2 separate regions of the Mus musculus genome follow, and region 1 is linked to region 2. Evidence: chromatin contacts called from public HiChIP or PLAC-seq data. All regions are on one chromosome and are shown on one strand. Each heading gives the region's core, a stretch centred on a gene start, on an enhancer-like site or on the middle of the called end of the contact. The rest is flanking DNA. Distances are from core to core; before and after follow the strand shown. Region 1 overlaps Itga9 (integrin alpha 9). Region 2 holds the start of Itga9 (integrin alpha 9).

The links. HiChIP or PLAC-seq counts read pairs in DNA pulled down with a chosen protein or histone mark.
Region 1: a contact with region 2 is called in an H3K4me3 HiChIP or PLAC-seq map of embryonic limb bud, with 6 times the contacts expected there. The contact joins the enhancer-like site here to the promoter of Itga9 in region 2. A contact is called at or near these places in 12 of 39 promoter capture datasets (the 3T3-L1 cell line, the HPC-7 cell line, HPC-7-derived erythroid cells and 7 more), 2 of 15 datasets of contacts at CTCF or cohesin (large pre-B cells and pro-B cells), 12 of 484 Hi-C or Micro-C datasets (CD8 T cells, Kupffer cells, the Patski cell line and 6 more), 19 of 115 datasets of contacts at active chromatin or transcription factors (astrocytes, bone marrow-derived macrophages, cardiomyocytes and 13 more) and 4 of 9 other capture datasets (adipose tissue, embryonic stem cells, liver and 1 more).

The regions. Positions count from the first base shown.
Region 1 is chr9:118,792,703-118,797,123 of GRCm38.p6, reverse strand. All of the region lies in intron 17 of Itga9 (integrin alpha 9), which reads right to left. Among named protein-coding and RNA genes, the nearest start is that of Gm39454, 56 kb to the left of the region's middle. Within about 2 kb of position 1,618, at least 16 of the 459 cell types and tissues checked have an H3K27ac peak or open chromatin away from gene starts, as enhancers often do. A contact at or near this core is called in craniofacial prominence and embryonic limb bud, where this site is marked.
Region 2 is chr9:118,603,699-118,608,274 of GRCm38.p6, reverse strand. It overlaps Itga9 (integrin alpha 9), which reads right to left and starts at 1,566. Exons shown (of 28, transcript NM_133721.2): 1 at 1,160-1,566. The coding sequence starts at 1,347.

The sequences.
Region 1 (4,421 bases), core at 369-2,868, 190 kb before region 2:
AAGAGGGATCCAGGCTCCTCTGGAAGGAGCCCCAGGCTCTGGATAACACATAACCTTTAACCTCTGTGGTCCATGGATGACTTCCACAAGGGTACCTCCCAGGTATCATAGTTCCCTTCTCTTGTTTGTATATTTAAGTAGTGCATGTACGTGTGTTTGTAGGATGGCAGTCAGAGGTCAACCTTAGATGTCATCCATTCCCCGGGAGCCATCTACCTTGCTTTTTGAGACAGGGTCTCCAACTGGCCTAGAACTCACTGAGTTGGCTGATCTGCCTGGCCATTGAGTTCCAGGGATCTGACTGTCTCTATGTCCCAGCATGAGATCACACTGGGAGCTGAGAGAGTAACAACCAGAAATAAGATAGAGCTATAATCCCTGAAGCCTGCCCCTGTGCAAGGCTACGCACCTAAAGGTTTTATAAAGGTTCCATAATCTCCCCAGCACTGGCACCAGCTGGGGACTGAGCATTCGAATATTTAGGCCTGTGGGGGACACTTCACATTCAAGTCACAATGTTGCTGGCTGGGAGGCAGGGCTTCACTGTCAGTCTGTGTCTTCAAGTGTCAATTTTCATGTTCTACATAAAACAGCCTTAAATAGGACATCAATACTAATCCTATAATAATAACGTTTTTATTGTAGCATATTATTATAGTTACTCTGGTCTATTGTTAGTAATTTACCTGTCTAACTTGTGCATATAGAAAGAAAACATGGTTTATGTGACAGCTATTCGTGGTTGTCAACTTGACTACATCTGGACTAAAATCTAAAATCAAAACATCTGGGTACACCTGTGAAGGATTTTTCTTGATTGAATAATTTAAGGCGGGAAGACACACCCTAAATCCAGATTTTTTTGAGGTAGGAAGACCCACCTTAGATCTGGGCCATGCCTATAAAGGGCCAGGAGGAAGGAAGCCTTTGGTCTTTGTGTGCCACCTCTCTCACTGACCTTCACTGACATTAGAGCATTCTTGTTCAAGACTCTGGCATATACTGAAGACAAGACCAGCTGAGACATATGGACTTGTGGACTGAACAAATATTGGATTCTTGGACTTTCTATTGGGATATAGCCACTGTTGGAATAGTTGGACCATAACCTGTAGGTCACTCTAATACATCATTCATATATATGTGTATATATATATATGATTTATAAGGTTTAAATTTTATTTTAAACCTTATTTTATTATAGTTTCAGGCATTTTCTACTAGTTTCTGAGACATATACTTTAAAGATAATGGAGGATGAATACAGCTTTCATACTTATGAATTTGTTTTTCTTGTTTTGAGACAGGGTTTCTCTGTGAAGTTCTGGCTGTCCTAGAACTCACTCTGTAGATCAGGCTAGCCTTGAACTCAGAGATTCGCCTGCCTCTGCATCTTAAGTGCTGGGACTAAAGGCATGCGCCTTTAAAGACCACTACCTGGCCATATTTATGACTTTTATATCCTCAACAATGCATAAACCCAAACCACTATCATTAAATAGACTATACCATGTACATATGTAAATTCGAACTTTCTCCAGCCGTGGGCTATGCTGCACAGAATGGGCTGGGCTATGCATCTGGCCATGCTCTGTTAATCCTTTCCAGTCTCGTGGAATGGACCCTCATGGTAATTAGCTCCAGCTGGAATCGAGGGCTCTGTAAGGCATCTCACTGATCCTTGGCAGTGTGTCAGGAAGATGGCTCCTAAGACTGAATATCTGAGCTGAAAGTCCATTTATACCAAGGTAGAAATACTTTTTCCCTTCCTCATATTAAACCCATCTGTTCCAGTATTATGTCTGAATAGTGAAAGTAAAGGCATTAACTGAGGAGACATGAAAGGGACAGAGAAGGACAGCCTGTCCACATTACTGTAATGTGCTCACATCCCTGAGGACTCTGCCCTAGCACCAGCTCATTCGGCTACTCAGTAATGGTCAAGCCAGGACTTGCTCCAACAACCTTGTTTCTTCTATCGAGGAAACACAGCAAGCCAGAGGAGGCAACCCACCCCCAACCCTGTCTCCTGGTCCCTCTAAATGGCTCAAGAGCTTCTTGTCCCATCTGTATAACTGCTGAAAGCAATACTGGTTCCCTGATAACAGAAGTTCAGAGCTCCTCAGCTTTTACCTTAGGAGTTACTGTAATCATGAAGTCTTGGGACATCTGGGATGAATCAGGTTCACTCCCTGTAACCACTGGATTAAGGACTGAATGCTTTGGTGGGGGGATGGGTCAGAGGCAGGGGAGTTCTCAAGATTTGGCTGTTTGGAGGACTCCTGCCTTGAGGGAGGAGGGGCCCATGTAGGATGCCTGTCTCAGTCAAAGGCTCATAGCCACGCCACACTGTCAGACACACTTGCACTGCTTGGATAAGCATGTTGCCTGATGACTAAAAAAGACCATGATGCCTTTGACAAGTAACTCTCTCAGGGCACAATGATATCACCGATGGGTGACGTCAATCACAACAGGCTAAAATGAATGACAAGCTTCCCTAATTGTATGTCTTTCCTGCTGTGAGGTGAGGCAGCCACATGGGAGCTTGAGCCACAAGCTCTTTCCTCCCCCCTGGTCTCTGGGTCCCCGAGGCTCTGCAGTGTGACAGGTACATGCTAGGCAACTCTAGCCACACAGGTGGCCCCACCACATGTCCACAGTGTGGCTGCCCTTACGTGCCACCATAGCAATTCTCTCCTCTTTGAGCCCACAGGCGCTCTGGTGGAATTCCCTGTGTCCTTAATGAAAACCAAAAATGAGTATAGATGTCACCATAGGTGTTGCTGGGAGCCACCGGGGAAGTACTGTGGCTTTTAAGTTTGGCTATACATTACTAAGAAATGACTGAACCTTCCAGAGAAGACCCGGTTCTAGATATTACAATACTGTGGCTGCCTCCCAGCTACCCTGAATGTGCTTTTCTCACGTCAAATATTTACCCATGTGCAGGGAAAATGTCTAGGACACATTTCTAACCTGGTTTTGTGCTGCTACATCCTGTTGGCAGTGTAGTGACCCAAAAGGACCCTTCTTAAAATAACCATGAAACTCAAAGTAGGATAATGAAGTCAAGCATGCAAAAAAAAAAAAAAAAAAAAAAACATGATAAACCATATTGAACAAATGTGTGATCTAGCCCCATTATGCTTCCTAAAATAACACAGTAAATGATAAGATGTGGGAATGGATTTGACAACCACAACTCTCAGGTAGGGACAAACGGCGTTTCAAAATATCTACAGTATTATCTCAGGACACCAGTCCTTTCTGTGTGTGACAAGGTTCCAATTCCTGCTCACGTCACTGTCGAGGGTGCCGCAGCCACATTTGGATAAAATACTAACTTTCTCTTTGATGTCAATGAAAACCAAGATGCGATTATTTTCCTGTCTCAGCTCACAGACGCTAGGAATTCCAGCGTGGATCACAACAGGGCATGGGGCTCAGACTAAGGAGGCGCCTGCTCCGTGGGAAGTGACCGTGAAGACTGTTTGGAGGAGGCGAGGCTGTGATGGAGGGAGAGGAGGTGGGGAGGGCGTGCCCAATGGAAGGAGAGGAGGTGGGGAGGGCGCGCCCAATGGAGGGAGAGGAGGTGGGGAGGGCGCGCCCAATGGAAGGAGAGGAGGTGGGGAGGGCGTGCCCAATGGAGGGAGAGGAGGTGGGGAGGGCGCGCCCAATGGAAGGAGAGGAGGTGGGGAGGGCGTGCCCAATGGAGGGAGAGGAGGTGGGGAGGGCGTGCCCAGCCATGGATGCTGGGAAGAAAGATGAGGGGGAGGGGACTCTTTTTTCTTTTCTCCCCACCCCCAACAGGAATTCTCAAGCAGGCCTGGCTGTCCTGTAACTCACTCTAGACAAGGCTGGCCTCCAACCCACAGAGATCTGCCTGCCTCTGTCTCCTGAGCACTGGGATTAAAGGCGTGAGCCACCACCGCTGGTCGAGAAGGAATTTCTAAAAGGCGTGTGTAACTACAAGGAGTCAGCAATTAGAGCTGGCCCTCTTTACCCCAATTTAAGCACCCCTGCTTTAACAAGCCCCACTCTTCCTGAACCCTGGGAGCAAGAGGAATACAACTGAGAAGTCTCTCGCTTTTGGTTTAGGAGGTCAGATGGTTTGCATGTTTCCATACTAGAGGAAAAATATTCAAAAAAAAAAAAACCTTTTTAAAATTTGTTCTTTTTCCCCCTTGAAGAAAAATAGCTACTAATGGAGACAGTGCCATTGCCTCCTTGTTCAAACCTCATCACGATAGAAAGTTTTCTGAAGAAAATGTCTGAGGCTCCGGGCAAAGCTGATGGTTCCCAGTAGTGGGCACCTGTGCTCCCTCCCATGGCAGCAGCATCTCCCACAAGGGTGGTCCTTTTCCTGTATCCTGTGGATCTGGACAGTCCCAAAGTCCCTGGGAATAAGCACCAGGAGG
Region 2 (4,576 bases), core at 317-2,816:
TCTGAAAAGGAAGGGTTTGGCAACTGCAGGAAGCAGCCTTGGCTGGTAACTGTGACTAGAATCAATGTCAGGAAGGGATGCAGAGGAGAGCTACACACAAGGACTTTGAAAGCTGGTTCTCTTGGAGGCCGCTCTCCTAAATACACGAAAGTGTTAATAAAGCCAGTCACAAAGTTCTCTTTCTCCAGGGTTCTGAAAGACCCGCATCCACAAGCCCCCGATTGCCTCGGCCCCTGTCCAATTCCGAGCAGAGACTCCCAGTAAGTTACATGTCCAAGCACACACACTGCCAGTCTCCATCTCCCGGCCTGCTGCTTCTAAAGATGCTCGCTCACGGGATAGCACCCTCAACGTGAACCAGCCATCTCCTGGGTCCACAGTAACATCATCTAAAATGAGGCTGGGGAGCTACTGAACTCTAGCTGCCTTGAATAGGTGGGCGTGGTGCATGGTGTGGCTCGTTCATTCCAAGGAAGTGGTCTATCCGCCTTCTCTAAGCGCTCCTGCTGTGGGGTCAGTTAACTTCACTATTGATGCTTAATGAGGGAGAGACTTATTCTTTTCTGCAGGCCCACCCATCTCGCTGGTTCAAAACTGTACCCCTTGATTAAAAACTTCAGCTTCCTAAATCTTGTCTCTAGACACGTGGGAGAGCTCCAGGCTGCCCACCAGCCACACAGTCTGCTCCTTGGGGGTCCTCTCTGCATCCCAGATCCTCTCAGAACTTTGTGGGGCCCCTGGGTACCTCTTCTGGAGATTCCTAAGCCACCAGGACCCACTCCCACCACACCCCTTGTTTCTCTGCTTCCTGCATGCTGCTGCCCTAGAGTTACATGAAGTGGTCCCCAAGAGCAGCCTGGCCTCCTAGGGGCCCCCCGGGGATCTGGGGCAGATGGCCAGCCCGCGGTGGCCCCTGGAAGGCAGACAGCCAAGTAACTTTGCTTTGGCGAGAGCGAAGCTGCGTCTGACTGCCCAGGGAGGACAGGGACCCCAGGGACGCCCCGGGCCTCGGAGAGCAGGCCAGGATGTCAGCGTGGCCGCCCGGACATTTAAATCGGCCCCGCGGGAGGTGGAGTGGAAGAGGCCGGAAAGGCGGCGGCCAACTTGGGGGACCACGGGGTGCCCACGCCAGGGTCGAGGATCCGCGGGAGACACTTACCAGCGCGTGTTGTCGTGGAAGTGCTCCAGCACCGCGTAGCCGAAGAAGGAGCCTGAGGGGCCCTGGAAGCGTACCGGGCGCTGCGCGTCCAGGTTGTAGGCGCCGGCCGGGACCCCCGCGGCCACCAGCGCCAGCAGCAGCGCGCGGAGCCCTCCGGCGCCGGTCCGCGCCGCAGCCGGGCCGCCCATCCCCAGCCGGCCGCCGCCCTGCGCCCTGCCCCGCGATCGGGGCTCCCGGGACACGCCGCTGCCCGGGGCGGGAGCCGTACGCTCCGAGTCTAAGCCCGGGACGCGGCGATGGGCTACAGCGAGAGCCGGAGCAAGGCCAGGGACGGCCGCCAGCGCCCCGCGTCCTCTCGATGCCCGCCGAGAGGTCTGCGCTCTCGGAAGGAGCGGGTCCCGGGCCCGGGCGGCACTGGACTGCGGAGAGGCGCGCCCGCGGGGTGGGCGGCCCGGGCGGCCCGGGCGGGACGGGTCCGCAGCGCCCCCTGCTGGACGCGGTCTCAGGCGCACCCCCGGGTCCAGGTTCTGGACCTCGGTGAACTGCATCCTCTCAATGTCCTAGGCTCTGCTGTGTCCAAGCTGGCTGGGTCTCTCTCCTTTTGTCTTACACTGAAAGTCTCTCTCTCACACACAAAGACCCAAAGCTACCCGAGCCAAGGATGGGTAAATATTCTGGCCCTGCCCATCTGGAAGCTCTTCTTCAGAGGCAACCGCTCAAGACCGCCAGTCAGTTGCTGTAAGAATTAGTCATGTGGAAGAGAGCAGAGCGTTCTTCCATACTCCCTGACCTGGCCAGCGCTTTCCAACTTGGCAGACATACAATACAGCCAGGTGTGCTCCCCTGTATGTGGGAGATTATGGTGAAGTATACGTTGCATAAAGTTTACGTCATAACCTCATTTTGGTTATGTGATCATCAATAGCTCATCTTGCAAATTAAATTATACATAAATTTAACAAGCACGCCCAGCCCAGTCCAGCCCCCGGCAAGTTTCATTTATCCCTGACTCTATGAAGTTGACTATTCCAAGTTTAATGTTATTGTTGAACTAACTCTTTACTCTGGTAAAATCACAACCCCCTCCCCATCCCTTCCCACCCTCTCCACTTCCAAAGTCTCATTCATACTAAACACACACGACGCCTTTATCTTTTTCTTTCTAATCAGGCTTATCCTTACAACAACAGTCAAAGCCTAGGGTAGGCAAGGTGGGGTGGGGGGGGGGTGCACATTCCAGAGTTATCCACTCGCCAGCAGTCTAAACACGGGGATCTTTACAGGTGAAGAGCCTCTTCCAGCTGTCATCAGAAGGGCTGTGACAAAGGAAGCCAGATCACCGCTAGCTTGGGAGCTGGAGGGAAGGGTCCATGAGGTAAAGAAGCCAGGCAGCTTCAAAAACTGGGGACAGAGAAATGTCTTCTCCTCTACCCCTTCCAGGAACGCAGGCCAGCGAGACCCATGACCTGTCCAGCATTGTTAGATGATCAATGTTGCTGTCTTAAACCACTGCAGTCAGGTAATTTGCATAGCTCGGATGCACTACTGCTGTCTTACTTGTGGTCAGTATTGCTGCAATGAAACACCATGTCCAAAAGCAAGTTTCAGAGGAAGGGGTTGATTCAGCTTGTACTGTTCATCATGGAAGGGAGTCAGGACAGGAACTCAAAACAGGGCAGGAATCTGGAGGCAGGAGCTGGTGCAGGGGCCATGGAGGGGTGCTGCTTACTGGCTTGTTCCCCATGGTTTGCTCAGCCTGCTTTCTTGTAGAACCCAGGACTATCACAGTTAGGAATGGCACAACCCACACTGGGCTGGGCCCTCCCTCATCAATCACCAATTAAGATCTTGTGGAGGGAAGCATTTTCACAAGCAATGCTCCCTCCTCTCAAATGACCTTAGTTTGTGCCATGTTGATACAAAACTACACAGCATAAGTGCTATATCCACCTGTCTTAGTTTACTTCCTGGGCTGTAAAGCAACACTCTGATCCAGAGCAACTTGGGGCAGGAAAGGAAGTATCCCAGCTCACAGGTTAGTCTCACAGGAGAGAGACGGGGCAGGAAGCCATTACAGGTTAGTCTCACGGGAGAGAGACGGGGCAGGAAAGGAAGTATCCCAGCTCACAGGTTAGTCTCACGGGAGAGAGATGGGGCAGGAAGCCATGCCAGAGCTGAGGGAGAAATCATGAAAGAACTATGCTCTTCACGCTGGCTTGCTCCTCACCCCCCCCCCCCGCCATGCACGGCTAGCTTTATATATGGCATAGGTCACCTGCTCAGGAACTGGTGTCACTCACAGTCGGAGCCCTCATTCACCAGCTAACAACCATGCCCACAGACAAATCTGATGAAGACAATTAGTTGAGATTCCCCCCCCCAGGTGATTTTATGTTGTATAAAACTGATCTTAATGCTTATTAATATGGTACCTTAAGTTATATGTTAAAGTGTGTGTGTGTGTGTGTGTGTGTGTGTGTGTGTGTGTGTGTGTTCCTCAGTGAAAGAGCTATAGATTTTTAGTGAATTCTTAAGAGGTAAGGTAGACTTTAAAAGGTTAGGAACTGGGAGCTGGAGACCATGCTCAGAGGTTAAAGCCTTTGCCACTCTTGCAGAGGACCTGAGTTCGACTCTCAGCGCCTACATATTGGTTCACAACCATCTGTGACTTCAGCCCCAGAAGATCCTATGTCCTCTTCTGGCCTTCCCAGGCACTAGATGCATGCTGTGCCCATACACATATGCAGGCAAACAATGATACACTTAAAATAAAAATAAGTGAATCTTTAAAAGAGTTTCAGGTCTGTTGGTCTAAAACACACCAATTACAGTCTTTAAACTAAACATCAAAGTTATACTGGTTTAAAAAACACACACACACACAAACTGTTGTATTGGCCTTTCATTTCAGGGGTTTCTAAACATGGCCATACATCAGAATCCAGGGATTAAAAAAACAGATTTGGGTCTAGAGACACTGGCTCAACCACTAAGAGTGTGTGGTGCTCTTGTCGGGGACCCAGGTTCAATTCCAAACCCACAGTGTCCCATAACCATTGGTAACTCCAGTTCCAGGGAACTACCTAAAAGTAAAATAAATAAAACTATAAATTCACAAGCAGTGAGCTGGGTTGGGTTCACTAAGGGGTAAGGCCCAGCAATCGTTTGTTAAGCATCAGGAGATTACGAAGCCCTGCCCCTGGGAAAGAGACCCCCAATCTGTATTGTGGTTCTGGTCATGTGACATTATGGCAGGAAAGCCATAGACTCTGAGATAAAACACATGGAGTTACTTTCCAGGTCTGACCAGTTGTCCTGTCGTAAGTCAGCGCGAAGATGATGCTAACAAACTGGCAAGCCTTTGAAACACACCGATGAACTGTTGGCAGCATTTTAGAAATTGTAAGGTAGGATGGT